Regions from separate parts of the Sus scrofa genome. Here region 1 is linked to region 2. The links are chromatin contacts, called in public Hi-C maps. All regions are on one chromosome and are shown on one strand. Each heading gives the region's core, a stretch centred on a gene start, on an enhancer-like site or on the middle of the called end of the contact. The rest is flanking DNA. Distances are from core to core; before and after follow the strand shown. Region 1 overlaps LOC102162488 (a long non-coding RNA gene). Region 2 holds the start of NPR3 (atrial natriuretic peptide receptor 3).

Region 1 (4,256 bases), core at 722-3,221, 450 kb before region 2:
GGATCTCCAACTTAGGTGGTGACAACTTCTTTCTTCTAGTAACCCTTGGGTTATCTTGTAAAGTCCCCTGTTTTGCTTCTCAGTCCTTCTTCAATCTGTGTAACAAAATTCCCTTTATCACACTCCTACATTCTTGTTTTCTTGGTTGGACCTTGACAAGAATGGGTTTTGTTTTATTGGTGGTGAGAAAGAATGGGAACAAGTTGAAGAAGAGAAACACAGAGATGTAGTTTATGGATTGATACTAATTATTTTTATTATGTTTTGGATTGGCCTGTGAGCTGTCACTTTTTTCCTCCTCCTCCATCGAAGGTCACTGCTCACTTGTGGTAGTTTGAAGGACCTGAGGTGAATGCCTGAATCTCTCAGGTCTTCAGTGATGGTTCTCACTGAGACTCATTCTTGCTTAGTCATTTGATTCCCAGGCAGTTAAGTTTTCCTCCAAGGGGATATTGAGTTTGTCCACTGGAGGGCTCCTCTATTTTTCTGTTAGTGCAATACATGGAGAAGAAAGATTGAATCCTCCACAGTTGTATGAGAAATTAAATATTCAGTCCAAATGAATTTTCTTGTTCCCTCATAGGGCAGCATTAGACTTCATTTAGCATGTGTATTTCTTCTCGAAATAGCAATTTTCCTCATATACTTTGGTTGAAATTTTCTCCATAAATAAAGCTCCTACTAAAATGACTTCCTTAATAGGATGTTAGATGTGATTAGTTCACTGTAAAACAACAGAAAAATAATATTTATATGATCAGCACTGTAAAGGTAATACCTCAGATACTGTCTGGTCATGTGAGAGCTCTGTGAAAAGCATGCATGCTCTTTCCATCTCTGCCTTTTTAAAGAGATCTAAAGAAACCATGATGGTCTCAACATTTCTATCGGAAAGGTCAATCCTTTGGTAAATTTTGTTAACTAAATTGGATTGTAAGAAAAAGAATAAAAAATACGACATTCAACATTATGTCTTTTGCTAATAAAAGTCTACATAATTGTATGTTGTTATTTTCTGTGGTTTTGAAACATATGCAGTATGAAAGCATTCAATCATTTAAAAGATAATCCAGTGGGCAATATTTTGTAGAGGAACTGAAGGCCAAGGTAGAAACCAAGATGGGTACTGTACATATCCCCAGGAGCTAGCCCTTTTCTCTGAGACAATCTTGAATTATTAATTGCCTCCAATTTATACATTCATGTTTTGTATCAAAAATCTCTGAATAGATGAAACTCAGATGACCCAGGGCTGACTTTATGAACACCTTTATGTGAATTAGAATTAGGATGTGTAAAGTCAAACAGAGGCAACCAAGTGAATACAGGAGCTTTCTTTGGCTTCCAGAAAGACTTGGCCAGCCAGATGCATTAATTTTCTGTGGGCATACATGTAATGAAAAGCCTTATATAAGTGTCAGGTGCCGGGTCGGTGATGATGGTGTATTAAATATCGACCAATAGGTGGTAACACAAATCCAGTCTCCTCGTAAAATAAGCTTACATGTTTTTTTTTTTGGTTGGAACCAACACTAGGCTAGCCAGTTAATGAGCTCCAGAGCTGTTTATTGGTTACTCCTAAGGAACCTGATGAAGTAGTTCAGTCATGCTGACATGCTGCTTGGGTGGTACTGTAACCTACCCATACTTAGTGCCCATTTTCTCCCACAGTGGTGTATATTTCCATGAACCAGATGTCTGCATTTTTTTAGGGGCTCCATCACATGAAAATTGTGGCACTTGTTTATGCCTTATTTCCTTATCACATTTTGGTGACTGAAGAGGAGAGAGGATATATGGGGTCACCTGGTTGGCATTAGCTCAGAGGCAGATGGGAAAAGATGGTCTTTGCTAAGGGGTCTCAGCCAGCTTGCAAAAGGCTGTGCTGAGAGGATGAAGATAAGCAGATTTAGCAAGTGCGGGGAGAGGAAGCAGCACTTCCTCCAGGCAATTCTCAGAACTGTTTCTAAGCTGTTTACTTCCTATTTTGATACCTAGAGCAACAAGAAACAAGGTCTCTGAACCAGTCTTTGATTGGCCTTGTCCTGAGCTTGTTTATCCACTCTTTCTGTCAGGAAGCAATAGTGATAAGGCCTCTGGCACTGCTGTGGAAGATTTTTTCCATTTTGTGTGTGGCTTTTGATTGATCATGTTGTGAACACAGTACTCTATTCTTGGGTTGATTTATTAACAAGGTTTAAAGAACCTCCACCATTTAGAGGTTTTTTTTTTTTTTTTTTTTTTTCCTTTTGCTTAAGGAGAAAGGCATTGTTTGCACTTCTAAGTTAGGGCATTTTCCAGGCTCTCAATTCAATAACTGATGAAAATGGAGTGGCTCTGTGTCTCCAGACCAACACATCCACATCGAGATGTGTTATACATGTGTACACTTGACATCTAATATATTGCCTTGTAATAGACTTATTTTTTTCTGCTGAGGAAGTGGAAGGTGGTCTTAAAGGAAATGCTGTTGGAACAACTCAATTTTGAGGCTCTAGGGCCTATTGAAAGTGTTTCTATTATTTTATTATACTTTAGAGAGATCCCTTCTTTTCTTCACCCTAAAACCACTTCCCCTCCTACAGCCTTCCCTTTGCAAAAGTCCTGAGCTATACCATGTTTATTTTGAGTTGTTGGTTTGGTATTTGATTGGGTCTGTGTATGGACTCTGTGTGCTTTGGACTAAAATTTGATTTGCTTGGCCCCACTTCAAATATTGTCAGCACCCTCTGTGTTTAGGGCTCTGTAAAAATATGAAATAAAATAACCACAACTTTATGAGCTGAAAACAGCTTTTCTCACCACACTTACTTCTTTTGGACAACAGCAATTTCTACATTTGAAAAGCAACCAGTATTAAACATCTTTCATTATTTCTCTTCTACTTCCAATAAAACTGACATAATGAGGAATTGGAAGCATCTTATTTCTCTGTGTTTTGTGAAGATATTGACCCAATCAATGGTTTTCAAAGTCTGTGTGTATGTGTGTGTGTGTATATATATATATATATATATAATGTTTTTTAGTGAGAATTCTTAGGTAGAAAGTTCCTATTAACCAGCAGCCAGTATCACTTTTCATGTTTATTTTTTCCTTCTATACCTTCACCAATAAGAGAGGAACAAGGAGAACAACACATTAATGAAATTAGTTTCTTGAAGGAAAAAAAAAAGAAGATGATGATCTACCTGAAACTCAGAGCAGCTTTGTTTTCTGGGAAATACCATCTCAAATTGAGTTCTAGGATAAGACAACCACGGCACACCTGGTTAAACAAACAAATTGGGCATGAATGGCACCTATACAAGAGTTCTGATAATAACCAATCAGATAATTGATTCAGTATGGCCAGGTATCAGACTGGGTCCACAAATGTTGGTCTAAGGACTGTTGCTATTTTGTCCTTAAATTCCTACTGTCTGTAGTGAAGTGGGAGTGGGACATGATAGTTTCTCAGAAGAACAATTTTTTTTTTGTTTTTTTGTTTTTGGTCTTTTTTTCTCTAGGGCCACACCTGTGGCATATGGAGATTCCCAGGCTAGGGGTCTAATCAGAGCTGTAGCCACCGGCCTATGCCAGAGCCACAGCAACTCGGGATCCGAGCTGCGAGTGCGACCTACACCACAGCTCATGGCAACGCCAGATCCTTAACCCACTGAGCAAGGCCAGGGAGCGAACCCAAAACCTCATGGTTCCTAGTCGGATTCGCTAACCACTGAACCATGATGGGAACGCCAAAAGAACAATTTTCTAAAAAATTATGTGATTACCTTCTGTTAATGGGGGTTAAATGCCTCTTCTTTTATGAAATGTCTGTGAGAGGTAGTATTTTTATTTTACTTGAAAAAATAAAAAAATATGACATTCTAGTGTCAGTTACCAGAGTTTCTATTGAAATGTAAAACTCTACTCTTGTCCCTTTTTTTTTTTTTTTTTTTTTTTTGCATTTACTTGCAAGGAGTTAGTGTCTGAGCAGGCACTTGTGATGTCTCTAGTGGAGTCTGGAAGGACAACATTGATTCACTTGTGTGAACTGTGTACCAATGAGCAGGAAAAAAAGGTTGATATGATATTAATTGAGTGAAAACCTTACAAATATTCAGTTGGAGTACATCATAGATGAAGATATCATAGTATATGCTTGGACCCCAGAGAAGAGAAAATTGTCTGGAATTGGGTATATGCTGACAAGTAGGACTTCCTGAGGGGATAGGCTCAGTTACATGACCTCCTTGTACCTCTGGAGTTCATGC
Region 2 (4,306 bases), core at 1,574-4,073:
GGCTCGGCCTCTCTCATCCTGCGTCTCCCCGCGTGGGGTCTTGGAGCGCTTTAGCCGGTCTGCATCACCGGCAATTCAGGAGCTTGAGCGCAAAGCAACTGCACAGGCCAGATTCCCCGAGCGCTGTGCACTCCAAACCTGATATTAGTAAGGAGGGGACTGTGCTATGTTGGAATACGACCGCATTCTCGCTGATCTACTCCGCAGTAAAATGAGCCGCACTGGCGCTTCCCTGATTATGTATCCGTGACCACTGCTTTTCCTCCCATTCCCTTTACCCATGGCCACTCTCCTCAGCCTTGAACTCTGGCCAGTTTGGTGTTTATTCAAACCCCCACATACCTGCGGAGAAAACTTGGGGAGTCACGTGGAAAAGAGGTTCAGCCCCACTTCTCCAGCGCGCGCGCTCTCCAAGCCTAGCTGCCTCCCGGAGGAAAGTGAGGGTCGCCTGAGTCCAGACACTGCGAGGTATTTTTGGTGGAAACCACAGAAGCCCGTTCATAAAAGGCTAGCGCGGGGATGGGGGGGCATGGAAGGAATGAGAAAGGAGATGCAATGACTCTTTAAAAGAAAGCTGGGGATCTGTGGAAGCAGCAGCCAGGGAAACCCGGAGATAGGAGCTGACCGTTTGGCCGCGCGCCGGTTGTAGAGCATCGGCTTACACTTCCTCACTAGGAGGGGACGCACCTCGGAAAAGGAGCGGGTAACAAGTTTTTCTGCTTCGTCACGCTTTCAGACCCTGGTTGGAGCAAGGCACCTGTAGTGAGCCGGCCCCTAAACCGCAAGCCCGGCGCAAAAGAAACAACCAGAGAGGTTTGACAGCACCTGTCGTACCAAGACACTAGTGAGCTGCAGGCTCACACACCCCCTCCCCCAGGCTCCTTGATGTCCCCAGGACCCTCTACGTACACCCCACCACAGCCTTGAGCGATAGTCAAAGGTCGCTGCAGCCAGACAGCTCACACTAGGGAGAGTCTCCGTGCACGCGCCCTCTCCAGGTGTTCAGTGCCGTAGAGGGTAGTGGGGTCCCAGAGGCGCGGAGGGGCATGTAGGGAGAGCCGAGCAGAGTGGTTGAGTTAGGGCTGGGGGGCCCCGGGGCGCACTTCTGCTCACCTCGCTCATTGGCCTGGATGTAACGCACGATGTCGTCCAGATCCAAGCCTTTGGTCTCATCGAAATTGTAGACGGACGTGTGCAAGCCCTCCTCCTGGAAGACCTCATGGACCCCCTCGAGGGTGAAGAAGCAGTTCCGCTCCAGCTTGTCGTCGCTGTAAACCAGCACGGCGCGGCTCCACTGGTGGTGACGGAACAGGGCAAGCATCATCTCTCCCATCTTTGCGTACGCTGGCGCCACGCGCGTGAGGTGCGAGTACTCGGTGTCCTTATGCTGGAAGCCGGCTGCGAGTGCCCCGGCTGACAGCATGGGCAGATCCCAGTGGGACGCAAGCCGGGCTACCGGTGCAGCCGCATACTCGCACACCGGCCCCAGGATGAGGTCGGGCTTGGCGCCCCGCGCCGCCGCCACGCGGTCCACCAGGCTGAAGAGTGCGCGGTTGCCGCAGTCCGAGTCTTCGTAGGCCACCTGGAAGCGAGTGCCTGGTGGCAGAAGCCGCCGCCCGGTCCCGTTTCCCTCCACGCTGCGCAGTGCATATTCGATGGCCGGCCGCACCCGGGCCAGGGAAAACAGGTACGAGTCGTCCTGGGGCAACAGCACCAGCACCTCGATCTTCTGCGGCGGCAGCGCCTCTCTCTCCCGGCGCCCGCCGCCCGGGCCCCCGCCAACACCGCCACCCGTGCAGCCGACCAGCAACGCCCAGTCGAGCAGTACGCACGCGGAGAAAGTGAGCACCAGCAGGGAAGGCATCGTGCCGCAGGAAAGCGCCTGCCCTCGCTGCGGACTCGCTCTCTGCCCCCCACCCACCCTTCCTCTTTCCTCCCCACTCTACTCTCCGAGGTCCCTGCGCCCCCTTGGGCGCTCTAAGAAAATAGAATACCCCCTTCACTAACTCGCCAAAAGATAGAGAGGAAGAGTCCTCCTTTGCAATGCCACTCGTTTAAAAAAAAGAAAAAAGAAGAAAGGAAAAGAAAAAGTTCACCGGGTGTAAACCTATACAGCTATATTATAAATATACTTTTTATAAATATATATATATATATTCGCCCTCCCTTTATATATACTATTTTGCTTAGAGGTGGCTTCTTATTTGGGCGTTGCTAAGGTTTCTTTTGAAAGCGTATTTGTAAAAGAAGAAAAAGTTAGACTTGTCCAGGTGCTTGTAATTGACGGTGCATCTCCCTCGCGTTTGATCTCATTGATTCGCGCCGGTTCCTGGATCCATAACCCGAGTTTAAATAGCGTGGCAGCGGCGGAGCGTGTTACCACACAAGGCGCGCCGAGGCTGGGCTTGTATTTCCAACCGGTGGGGAGGGTGGGAGTGGGGAGTGGTGGGGGCTGGGCTGGGGAGCCTCTCATTAACATTCTTACATCAGGGCTCCTCCCCGCACCCCTACTCTTCCCACCCCTCCCCTGTCCCTAACTCCCACTCCCCGTCAGACCTCGGCCTTTTCCTTAAAGCCGCAGTCGCCCACGTCTGCACCAGCAGGAGCCCCCACCGCTCCACACTGCCACCAGGGTCCCCGCCACTCCCTTGCCCCGCGTGCGGCAGCCCTCTCTTCAGCTCCGGCCTTTAAAAATGGAAATGTGTTTGAAAGTAAAGAAACGCGCGCAGGCACACACATAACGTGCAAAAAAAAAAAATAAAAAAGAGGAATGGGGTGGTCCTAGAAATTAGTGGTTTCGTTGCAAAAAAAAAAAAAAAAAGCTCTCACCTCTCTCTCACTCCAGCCACACTCCCTCCCGAAGCGACTCGGGGCGGGCAGTCGACCTTCCCAGCCCCCCTGGCTCAAGGTCAGGGAACAAGGACCAAGGCACCGATGCAGACGTCTAGGTCGCGGACCTGGAACGCCTTGCTAGCCCCGGCGTCCTCCCCCGCCCCCCGCCGGCCTCCTCCCCCTGGGCAGCCCGGGTTCGCGCCGGAGCCGAAGTGCTGCGGCGCATCCAGCGTTCCCCACGCACCCAGTGTTCCCCGCGCACCGAACACCTCCGCTGGCGCGCTTCGAGCAGAAAAGCGAAACTTGTTGCTCCCAAAGGCGAGAGAACACTTTTTCGCCTGGAGGTGGCAGAAGGCTTGAAAAGCATCTCCAAGGCATCCTTGGGCTTTGTTTGCTAAACCAGGTAACTACATAAAGAGACCTTCTTCCGAAAGCTTTTTCCCGAAGGCCCCTGGGTGGAGTCGCGTCCTCCGCTCCAGTCCTTGCGCTGGGAAATCCCACCGCTTTTCTTCCGCGGCTCGCGAGAACCTGTGCTCTAGGTTCTCCAAGGCCGAGAAAGGTCCTGCGTCCGAGACCCAGTCACGCCACTGGTCCCAGCCACAGCAGTGTTGGAGACGAGGATGGAAACGGCCTTGAAGAAGTCAGTGACCAGAAGAGCCTCGCCGGAGTGCGCTGCGCTGCAGGGCAGGACCTAGAGGAACTTGACCCTCTGAACCTGGTTAACATTTCACCGAGGTCATTTGCAATGTGAACCTGCTACTTTGGAAGGGTGAATTCCACCACTTAGGTCCCGCGAATTAAAATAAATTGAAAGTATTTTAAAATGGTCTTTCATTTGACTGGGCGTTCTTGTCCATAAACTTCTCTTAGTCTTAGACCAACGCCCTCTTTCGGCAGAAACTTGCAGCCGCCGTCTACCCCGGTTGCCACCTCCCCAGGCGCTGAGTTTGTTTTGGGTTTTGTTTTGTTTTGCTTTATTTAACGCCGGGATCTCAAAGAGCCATCGCTCTCATTTGTGACGGTGAAACGGTAAATTGGGGTTTCCGGAGATGTAGCAACTTCAGGCATCAGTGCTCGCCACTCTTAACATCACCCTCCTTATCGCTCTTTCTGACACTGTAAATGTAGCTGAGTAACGTTTCATCCTCGGGGCATTTAGATTTCAGATAATGCTCTGTGGTCCCTGAATCTTCAAGTAGGACCTTATAATTCCAGCGAAAACCTTCATTCATGTTACTAGACCTGCTAGCCAGTAGCACACGAGGCATCTGTATACAATTTTATTTCCCCCCCAAAACGGGTACCCCCCACACACTGGAAATTGAGATTTAGAGCTTCACAGCGACTAAATCCCCCCTGAATTCCTAGGAAGAAGGGAGGGGGAGAGAGAGAGAACAACAAGCTAAATCCCGAATTCCAAGGGTCTTAATGGATTTCGAAACTGGTTGCCAGGAGACGTGAAGAAACCAGGGTT

The links. Hi-C and Micro-C count contacts between places; a contact is called where the count stands out from the background.
Region 1: a contact with region 2 is called in a Hi-C map of liver, with 6 times the contacts expected there. The contact joins the enhancer-like site here to the promoter of NPR3 in region 2. A contact is called at or near these places in 1 of 5 promoter capture datasets (fetal skeletal muscle), 2 of 47 Hi-C or Micro-C datasets (embryonic fibroblasts and liver) and 1 of 2 datasets of contacts at active chromatin or transcription factors (alveolar macrophages).

The regions. Positions count from the first base shown.
Region 1 is chr16:19,289,051-19,293,306 of Sscrofa11.1, reverse strand. All of the region lies in intron 1 of LOC102162488 (a long non-coding RNA gene), which reads left to right. Among named protein-coding and RNA genes, the nearest start is that of TARS, 160 kb to the left of the region's middle. Within about 2 kb of position 1,971, at least 9 of the 83 cell types and tissues checked have an H3K27ac peak or open chromatin away from gene starts, as enhancers often do. A contact at or near this core is called in alveolar macrophages and liver, where this site is marked.
Region 2 is chr16:18,840,057-18,844,362 of Sscrofa11.1, reverse strand. It overlaps NPR3 (atrial natriuretic peptide receptor 3), which reads right to left and starts at 2,823. Exons shown (of 8, transcript XM_021077060.1): 1 at 1,114-2,823. The coding sequence starts at 1,864.